2 separate regions of the Hordeum vulgare genome follow, and region 1 is linked to region 2. The links are chromatin contacts, called in public Hi-C maps. All regions are on one chromosome and are shown on one strand. The core of a region is the stretch at or near the end of the contact, and the rest is flanking DNA. Distances in the headings are between cores, read along the strand shown.

The links. A called contact is a pair of places that touch in the nucleus more often than the background predicts.
Region 1: a Hi-C map of seedling shows a contact between it and region 2, with 1.7 times the contacts expected there. The contact joins the promoter of LOC123439358 here to the promoter of LOC123442683 in region 2.

What each region holds. Positions count from the first base shown.
Region 1 is chr3H:23,447,893-23,452,580 of MorexV3_pseudomolecules_assembly, reverse strand. It overlaps LOC123439358 (1,4-dihydroxy-2-naphthoyl-CoA thioesterase 1-like), which reads right to left and starts at 1,787. Exons shown (of 2, transcript XM_045116083.1): 1 at 1,129-1,787; 2 at 586-1,008. The coding sequence starts at 1,455. The coding sequence ends at 820.
Region 2 is chr3H:22,818,829-22,823,336 of MorexV3_pseudomolecules_assembly, reverse strand. It overlaps LOC123442683 (receptor-like protein kinase FERONIA), which reads right to left and starts at 2,119. Exons shown (of 5, transcript XM_045118793.1): 1 at 1,562-2,119; 2 at 448-1,344.

The DNA of each region.
Region 1 (4,688 bases), core at 538-3,037, 630 kb before region 2:
GAAAAGTCTTTGTTCCTGTTTCAAGAAAACAAAAAACACTACGTGCAAATGCAGAGAGAGAAGTGTTGGTTTATTTGTTAGTTGCGCAGTCGATACTCGCTTGTAGTACTTCTATTTATCATTGCTTTATTTTTTTCCCTTCATGTTGTTAATCTTTCTATGTTGTAGCTGATCCAACTTATTGATCAATCAAATAGATTTATGTAACGATGGGAAATGTGAAATGGACAGATGACCTAAACCCATAGAAGAATATTGGGTGGTTGTTTGATTGCTACCTTGAGAGAACAGAATAACACGTTGTGGCGGAGAGAGTATGCATTAAGGTAATAAAGGCGCGTGGATGGAGCGAGTATATAGATAGTACTCCCTTCATTCTTAAATATATATATATTTTTAAAATTTTATTACAGTCTACATATAAAGCAAAATGAATGAATTTATATTTTAAAATACATTTATGTACATGCGCATATAGTTATAGTAAAAAATTTAAAAAAACTTATATTTAAAAATGAAAGAAGTATATGGTAGTACCGTAGTATAAATAACTGATATGATAATGACAAGAAGAAGAAAAAGCACTTCATCCGTAAAGAAATATAAAAGCGTTTCGATCACATCACTAAAGTACAGAGGGAGAACCTGATAGGATAATGTCCAAAAGGAAAGATAGGATAATGTCAAAAGAAAAGGAGTAACTGATAGGGTTTGTCTGTTCTTAAATTATTATTAATCGCTTGATAGGCGACCAAACAAGAAATGAGAATTATGTACTAGTAAATGTACACATCGAGATGATAACGATACTTCGAGTAGCTACAGTTTGCTGGTGGGGGTGGTTGTTGATGCAGCTGCGGCGGCGTACTTCTTGAGGGCGTCGCCGGCGTGGTGCAGGTTGTCCGGCACGGGCAGGTTGCAGAGCAGCGTGACCCTGGACTCGGCGATCTGCGGGCCCTTCTTCCCCTCCTCCGACGGGTCCATCTTCCACAGCTTCACCTCCCACACCTATCCAAACCCAATCGGTTCTGGTCAATCCCTCAAAATCCAGTTCCACGTCCGGTCCGAGGTGGAGCAAGGTTGATGGCGAGGCGATTAACAGGAAGGCGACGGACGAGGGGCGCAGACCTGGGTGGAGCGTCCGAGGTGGACGGGGACGGCGCGCGCGAGGACGACGTCGCCGAGGGCGGCGCTGCGGAAGTGGTTGATGGCGAGGTGCACGCCGGCGACGCGGCTGTACCCGGACGCCATGTGCGCGCCCATGCTGGCCAGGCCCTCCGACACCAGCGCCGACACGCCGCCGTGCAGCACCTTGAACGGCTGGCAGCAGCGCCCCGTGACCGGGAGCCGGCCGGAGAGCAGCGATGGCGACACCTCCTGCATCTCGAAGCCCACCGCGTGCAGCACCGCGTCCAGCTCCGCCGTGTCGATGCCACCCGGCTTCGCCGCCGCCATGCCTCCCTCGCTTACTCGATTCCCCTCCCCTTTCTTGTTCACAGAGAAAAACTAGGCGGACAGCGAGCCTCTAGAGGCAGAGCCAGCCGCGCAATAATTAGTGATAACTACTGGTAGTAGTAGGAGTAGTAGGGGTTCTGAAGCAGTGGTTGGATCATTCAAAGTCTTCAAAGGGCTAATCATCGGCCCCGTTTTCTCTCTCTCTCTCTCTCTTGTAGTTGGTCGATCACCTCCAACAACCATGCCCACTACAGTACTACCCTACTACTACCATAGCACTACTGGTGAAGCTGCTGCACGAATTTCACTGCCGTGATGGGCGCCTACGTGGGCACCATATGCCAAGTGGTGATCCTAATCATGATCACCATACGGTTCTTTACATCGCAGTGAAATTGGTGGCTGCTGAGTAGCATGGGGAGGACACGTTCTGAAATCAGCACAAGGCACACGGTCCACCCACCAGTCAGCCTGCAGCGTGAGTGCTGGTGGAATGCTGGGTAGGTTAGGAGAAGATGCCCTCGTTTCCTCGAAACTTTCACGTGTATTTCCTTGGACATGGATGTAAGATCGCGCCGCCACCCAGGGCGACGTTAGGGGGACCAATTCTTCCACACCGCCGGTCCTCCCACGAGGCAGATCCCTGCCGTCGCTGCAGTCGGCACTGGCCACGGTGATGGCGGCGCCCGACGCCAGAATGGTTAGGGCAGAAGGGTTGCGCCGGATCCCCCATGAGGCGGCTGGGGTGCCTCGTGCGACAGTCGCAGCGGCGTCCTGGCTGTGCGGCGGCAGCCGGCGAATTCATGGCTGGCGAGGTGCTTTGGTGCAGGGGCGGACACAGACAACATTCTGACTCGGGGCACATCATTTGACTGGGGTACACTTTGTATAAGTTTATTGACTTTGAAGTCTTTTCTTTTAAAATATGCACATATGTAAGGGGAATTCAAATTTTTGAGTGGGGGGCTGTACTTGGGTCCGTCCCTGCTTTAGTGGAATCCTGCAATATGCGATGGACGGCGGCGGTGGCCGTGGATGTGGCGTCCTGGCCAGATCCATCGTGCTTCGGCTTTTGCCGAACTACGACGCGTGATAGGAAAAAGGCCAAGGAGAGAGCTGCTGAGGAGGTCGTTGATGATAATAAGGGACCAAAGACTCTAAAGGGACCTTCAACAACCATTGTGACTCGAACACTTGGAGGCACTCATCCATCGAGATTCATACCTTGGAGCGGACGAGGCGACTCGGGCGGCTCCTGAAACCCTAGCCGCCGGCCGTTCCCCAGCCCGTCCCTTCCCTTGCCGTCGTCGGACGAAGGCCTCCATGCACTCCTGCCTGGCTCCCGGCTGTTGACAGCAGATTCGTTAGTGGCCTTCCCCAACCTCCCGACCTGCTTCCTCCGCCACATCAGGAGCACCGGACCCCATCTCCGCCCCCCTCCCGCTTCGCCGCTGCTGCAGGGGACGCAGGCGAAGCCGCGCGCGCCCCGGGGATGGCGGCGGCGGGGCTCTAGCGGTGGCGCCCCGCGTCGGCGGTTGCGGGATCCCGTGTGATCTCGCCAATCGGCGGCGGCGGATGGCGGATCCAGGACTCCATGGCCTGGATCTGGCGGGGCACTCAGCCCTGGTGGTAGGGAGCGGCAGCCGGGCGAGGCTGCGCTGGTCGGCTGGGCACGAGCAGCGTCCAGGGCGCGCGGTGCAGTGGCCTTGGCTGGGGGTCGTGATGGTGCGTGGCGGCCATGCTCAGCGGTTGGTGGCGGTGGATATCCAGCGCAGCTCCGGGAGAAATCCTTGCTCCGGTCTTCATTGGAGCCGCGACGGCGACGCCCGCGGGTGCCGCTATCTTTCTTGGAAGCGTCGCTGTGGAGGTGTGATGTTCCCCTTCGTCGACCGCTACTCGCACCGCCACCTGCGCCCCCAGGTACTGATCTGTGGGCCTCTCTCCTGCAGATTCTTAGCGGTGCTGGCGTGGTTGCTGGGGCCCTACCTGCGGGTGAAGCCGGTGGAGGAGATTCGGATTGGGGGAAACCCCTTGGTTGGCCCAGGCCGGCCGCGCCGCCGACGACGCTCAAGGGCGTCGTTATTCTTTTTGGAGACGTCGGTATACATCTGCTCCTCTGCTCCCCTTCCTTGCCTCTCGGGTGAAAACCCTAACTCTGGTGGGCGACGGCGGCGTCCGCGTCCTTGATGTCGTGACCTTCCTGAAGGCGTCGCCTTGAGGGCTGAGTGGTGGTGGGCACTGTATGGGTCCTGAACGGTTGCTGGTGGTGGGCACTGATTCGGGGGAAACCCTAGGATCTGGTCTTCCAGATCGGACGATGGCGGTAATGCGGTGCCGTTTCTCTCTTGGGAGTATCGTTTGTGGAGCAGCGCTGGCAGACTGAGGCAGGAGGAGCGGCTTCGTCTTGCACAGAATTTCGGTGGAGCTGTCAAGTCATGCCTGGTCGACAGGTGCTACGCACGACAGATCTCCCAGAGTCTTCGCATCTGGACGGATGAGCGCAGGGCGGTGGCGCCGTTGGGCGCCGTGGTGGCGTCGACGGATGATTGGACTGGCAAAGATGATGCAGATCTCTTTCCTAAAGATGGGTCAGTGGTTCGAGGATGATGGCGGCTGGTAAAACGTGTGCGTCAGGTGTGCGTTTTAGGTATGCTGCACCGACTGTTGTTCCCGATACGTTATGTGGATGGATTGGAAACAACACCGGTCTTAGATATGTGGAGTGAGAGCACTCCACATTATCGAGTTTGTAGGTGTGAGTGGTGGCTTTGGGTGGATTGATGTATACTCTTGTTAGACCTTTGTGGAATAATTAATAAGATGGTTGCATGCATCGATTGATGCAGAGGCCGGGGGTTTAACCTCCTTTTCTAAAAAAAACGACGCGTGATAGGTCCAAGGCGTGACGGCCGGAGGTCCCAAATCGGCTTTCCGACGACATCGTGCGTCTACATGGCGAGGGTGAGCTTGGATCCAGTGAACAACGAGATCGTGATGGCGCCAATTCCGGTGAAAATCGCACCGACTTTGGTCAGAGCGAATGATGTCATTCCCTATCGAGGCATCATCGTTGCAAGTTGCATCAACATGATCGAGATGTTCCGTGGGAAACCGCAGATCTGGGTCTACCGGATCGGACGATGACGGCGCCTTCATCGTCGTTCTCCCTCCCCAGGGCATCGTTTTGGAGCAGGAGCTGGCTGGTGGGGACAAGAGGAGAAGCGGTGTTACAT
Region 2 (4,508 bases), core at 870-3,369:
AGACGTAGTAGTATACATTTGTGGACGAAAAAATCACACCAAGAGGAAAAACATGGAGTAATAACCCGTTTTTTTGACCTGTGGAGCAACAGTCCTGAATGATGATTCCACATCTAGAAAAGAAATTGGTGGACAACTTGCCTTTTATTTTGATGTTTCCCTTAAAAAGTGGTCTATTCTTCTTGCTAGGTTCGAGATCATACTTTTTAAAAGTCTAAAAAAAATCTAAGCAGGAAAACCTGAATTGTTGTCTTTCCAAAACACACAGTATGGTGATTGTGTATGAAAGAACTAAACTCAGGGGAACCCCTTGGCCAAATTTGGGGCGGAAGCTATAGATATCAGAACCCTTCAAAAATTCGAGCCCAGGAATGGATACATAGAGCATATCCAACCGGATCAAGATAAAGGAGCTCGAAAAGAACGAGGAGCAGGATGCATGGTTACCTGAACAGGAAGGCCGAGTTCGTGTGGGAAGAGAAATCAAAGCCATGGGCGAGATGAAGGCCCAAGCAGCAGCAGTTACGGCGCTGTTGGCGGGAAAAAGTGATGAGAGATTCAGCATGCACTCGCCGAGTGCTTTAGTGGACGAAAATATGTGACATGCCACCCCCGGGAGTAATATTGACCGCAAAATAAACAGCACACCAAGCAGCTCAGGGCAAAGGATAGCCACAGAACAAATGTTGAAAGGTCTCATGTTCAAAGCAAAACAAATATCTCACCGTCTTTGATTTTTCACTCCAAAAAAATATACATTTGGCATCGACAAGAATGGTCCACTGATTTTCCGTGTCCATACCACCAGTGGAAGGAATAAATCTATATTATAAAGATATAAATGTATGACATTCATAACGTTATTTAAATTCCGAACATATACCAGAGAGACTCGCCACATCCACAACATGGCATACTAGAAAATCCCGAACTATTCAAACAAAGGCAGGAAAGATTTAAGTAGGGGACTAGTTATTTCAGTGATATTAGTATGGTGCAGACTAATCATGCTATTCTACTCCGGATCATAAAACACTGAACTTAGCATGTATTGTCCACAGGAAAGTTGTAGTTTCACAATAGCATAGGGTTATTTATATTAGTATATAGCAAGTGCAACAATCTGTGACCAGTCAGCCGGTCAATAGAAAAGAAAGCTACTACCAGGATAAGGACCGGACATCGTTTTGTGCTACCATGCCATTGATGAGAGCAGATGGAGGAGTAGAGCCATGTTAATTTCCAGGTTCCAGATTGGCACAAGGGAACAGCTTGGTTGCGATTCAACTTCAAATCGCAGTCGACTTGTCATGTGGACATGCTTCCTAAGTACTTCCTTCGTTCCTAAATATAAAACCTTTTAGAGATTTTACTATGAACTACATACGGAATAAAATAAATGAATCTACACTTTAAATTATATATCTATATACATTCATATATGGTCTCTAGTGGAATCCCTAAAAGATCTTATATTTAGGAACGGAGGGAGTAGAAAACACCAGGACACGGTGTAACTGTGAACTAATTAAACATGGGATTCAAGAGTAATCTTCCATACCTCGGTCGAACAGGCAGGGAATGTGCGAGTCAACTGTGTCGTCGATCGAAAAACCTCGAGGCTGACCACCGCTTCGTCATGATTTGGATTGAAGGGGATGCGGCGCATCTGGACCTGGACTCTGTATCCGTCCTTTGAAGCGGTCAAGTGAGAGTGTGAGGCAGTGGGGGTATCTGTCCCTTGCTTGGACCATCGCCGTCCATCCGCGCCCGCTCGTCGAACCCGCTGGCACTGGCACCGGCACCAACCGCCGCTTCCGGCCATCCGCGGCCGGTGTTGGCAGCAGGGCGCCGCCATCCCTTCAAACACCCCGCACCACCGCATCTTCTCCGACGCAGGCGAGGCCCCCGCACCCCCAACCCTAACCTACTCATGTCGTCTCCGTCTCCGGCGGCTCGTCGACCGCCTGGTCTTTGCCGGAGACAGCCGCGTCGTGCTCCGGCCGGCTAGGCCGATTAGCACCCGCTCCGCTGGCTTATTGGGCCGGGCCCATTGAAGCGGGTGTGGTTTGCCGCTCAACACGAGGTTGACGGCCTAGTCGTCGAAATCATCACTTTTACGTCCAAATTTTGAATTATTTTCATAGTTGATATTTGAAACTAGATTTCATGTTAATGAATTTTGATGATATTTTCTTTCAAAAAATAACCAAAAGTGTTGCTTGTTGAGAAAAGGAAAAAAAAATCTTTTTCACCAAAACCTTGGAAAACCAAGCAAAAAAAAACATATTAAACACGAAAATGCATGTAGAAAAAAGACAAAAATCTAAGTGTTCTCTAGAACACGACACGTGGCACACGAAGGGGTAACCATCAGCAGTTGTTCCCCCTAATCGTCGGCAGCAAACCCTAAAGAAAAAAGGTCGCCCCTCTTATTGGCGGGAAGAAAAGACTACAATACCCTTTGGGCCGACCAATCAGATCCGAGACAGGAGCTGTGTGGAATTGTACTGTAGCAAAGACATTCTTGATGATGTGAAATAATTTGTTGCAACTAGGGCTGCAAGAAAAGCTCGAGGCTCGTGAGTCGCTCGAGATCGACTCGTCTTTTGGCTCGACTCGAGATCACCTCGAAAAGAAACGAGTTGAGTATGAACACTATGTGCAGTTCGGTCGAGAAACGAGCCAATCTTGAGGCAATACTAGCTCGCTCGATGTTAGCTCGATAGCTCGGTTTAAGATCATTATGTTATATATTAAATGGAAATAGAATAATTTATTACCATACATGTTGTTCACGATTTTCTCCATTTTATCTACTAGCAAACACGGAAGTTTAACTAAGTATAGAGAAAATTTAGGCCTTATTACGGTACATGGTCGGGTGTTTGTTAATGTCTCGTTGCTTTTGGCCAGAATTCCCAAGCATATGCTCCTTGATTTTCCTATCTTTCTTTCATGAAGACCATCATCTGCTGCAAGATGAGCTCTTGGAAGAATGACGTGATGGTTGTACAATCAATCGAAGTAAGCCTTTTTTCATTTTCACATTGAATGATATCTGAATATGTCTGCGGTTCTTTCTCAAGATAGAATTTATGGTTACACTATTCACGTGTAAAATACTTTTGGAAAGGGTACACGTGATTTGGTGTATTGTAAGCCGAAGTGAACATTTTTTTATGGTCTCATTTAGCTCGAAAGTAACTCAAGATCGACTCAAGATCGTTACAAGCTGTGCACGAGTCATGGTTTACGGCTTGACCTTGAGCTTCATTCAGTTTGAGCTCGCTCAAATTCGACTCGTTTGCAGCCCTAGTTGCAACATGTGGTGGTGTTACGGAGCGAGGGTGCCTAAATCTCGTAATATTGGTCTCTTGCATCTCCTTCGACCTAATTACTACCCCGGATACCCTAGGTATCGGCTGGAATCAACTCCAACATCCTGTTTTTTGATTAAATTATTTTTAATCCTTTTATTTAAATTTGTAACCGTAGGTAGCATGTTAGATCATTCCTGGGTAGCTAACAGTTTAATTTAGTACTCGACGAATAATGTAGGATGTCTTACGTTATGAGACAGAGGAATTTAAACTTTTGTCCGAGCAGGACTCCGGTCGTTTTAGCCTCGCGAGAGAAGCTCCCATGCTCTGTTTTCCCCTCCCTATCTGCTTCTTCGTCTTTGGCGGCGGCTGGACCTATCTCCTCCCCCTTTATTTCTTGGTGTCGGTGTGGGCTCCCTTTGAACCGAGGAACGACGAGTCTGTGAGTGGCGGCGGGAAGCAGCAAGCAGCAACGGCAGAGCTTGTGCTGCTCCTCTCTTACTCTCTCTCGATCTCCCCTGTGTGTGTGCATTTAGAGCATCTCCAACAGCATCGCAAAAAGGCGTGCGCGCGGTAAACGGACATTTTAGCGCGCTCCAGCGGCGGCAGGAAAAACGCGCGCGTGGGAACAGCTTGCGCGCGCGCGCGAAAAGGCGGCAGCTCGCGCGTCATCTTTGCCGCGCCGCTTCCCGCGCGCCTATAAAACGCAGCGCTCTCCACCGCTCCCTCGCGCGCCGCCACCGCTCTCTCTTCCTCTCCCTCGCGCGCCGCCACCGCTCTCTCTTCCTCTACCTCGCGCGCCGCCACCGCCCCAGCGCCACCGCCCCCGCCGCGCCACTATGCCGCCGCGCCGACGTTTTGCGTCGGGCTACCGCGGCATCCGCCAGCGCCCCAACGGCGGGTTCTACGTCGAGATACGCTCCGGCGATCTCCGGCTCAGCCTCGGCACGTACGACACGGCGCACGAGGCCGCCCGCGCGTTTGACGCGGCGGCGTGGCGCCTAGGCAGACCGCGCCGCCAGATGAACTTCCAGGACGTCCACACGCTCCACCAGGCGCTGGATGGTGGTGATGATTGGAGCGACTGGGATTAAAAGTTTTTATGTTTTCGAACTATCTATCTACTTGCACCGAACTATCTATCTATATTTTCGAACTATCTATCTAGTTGCAATCTTTGTAAAA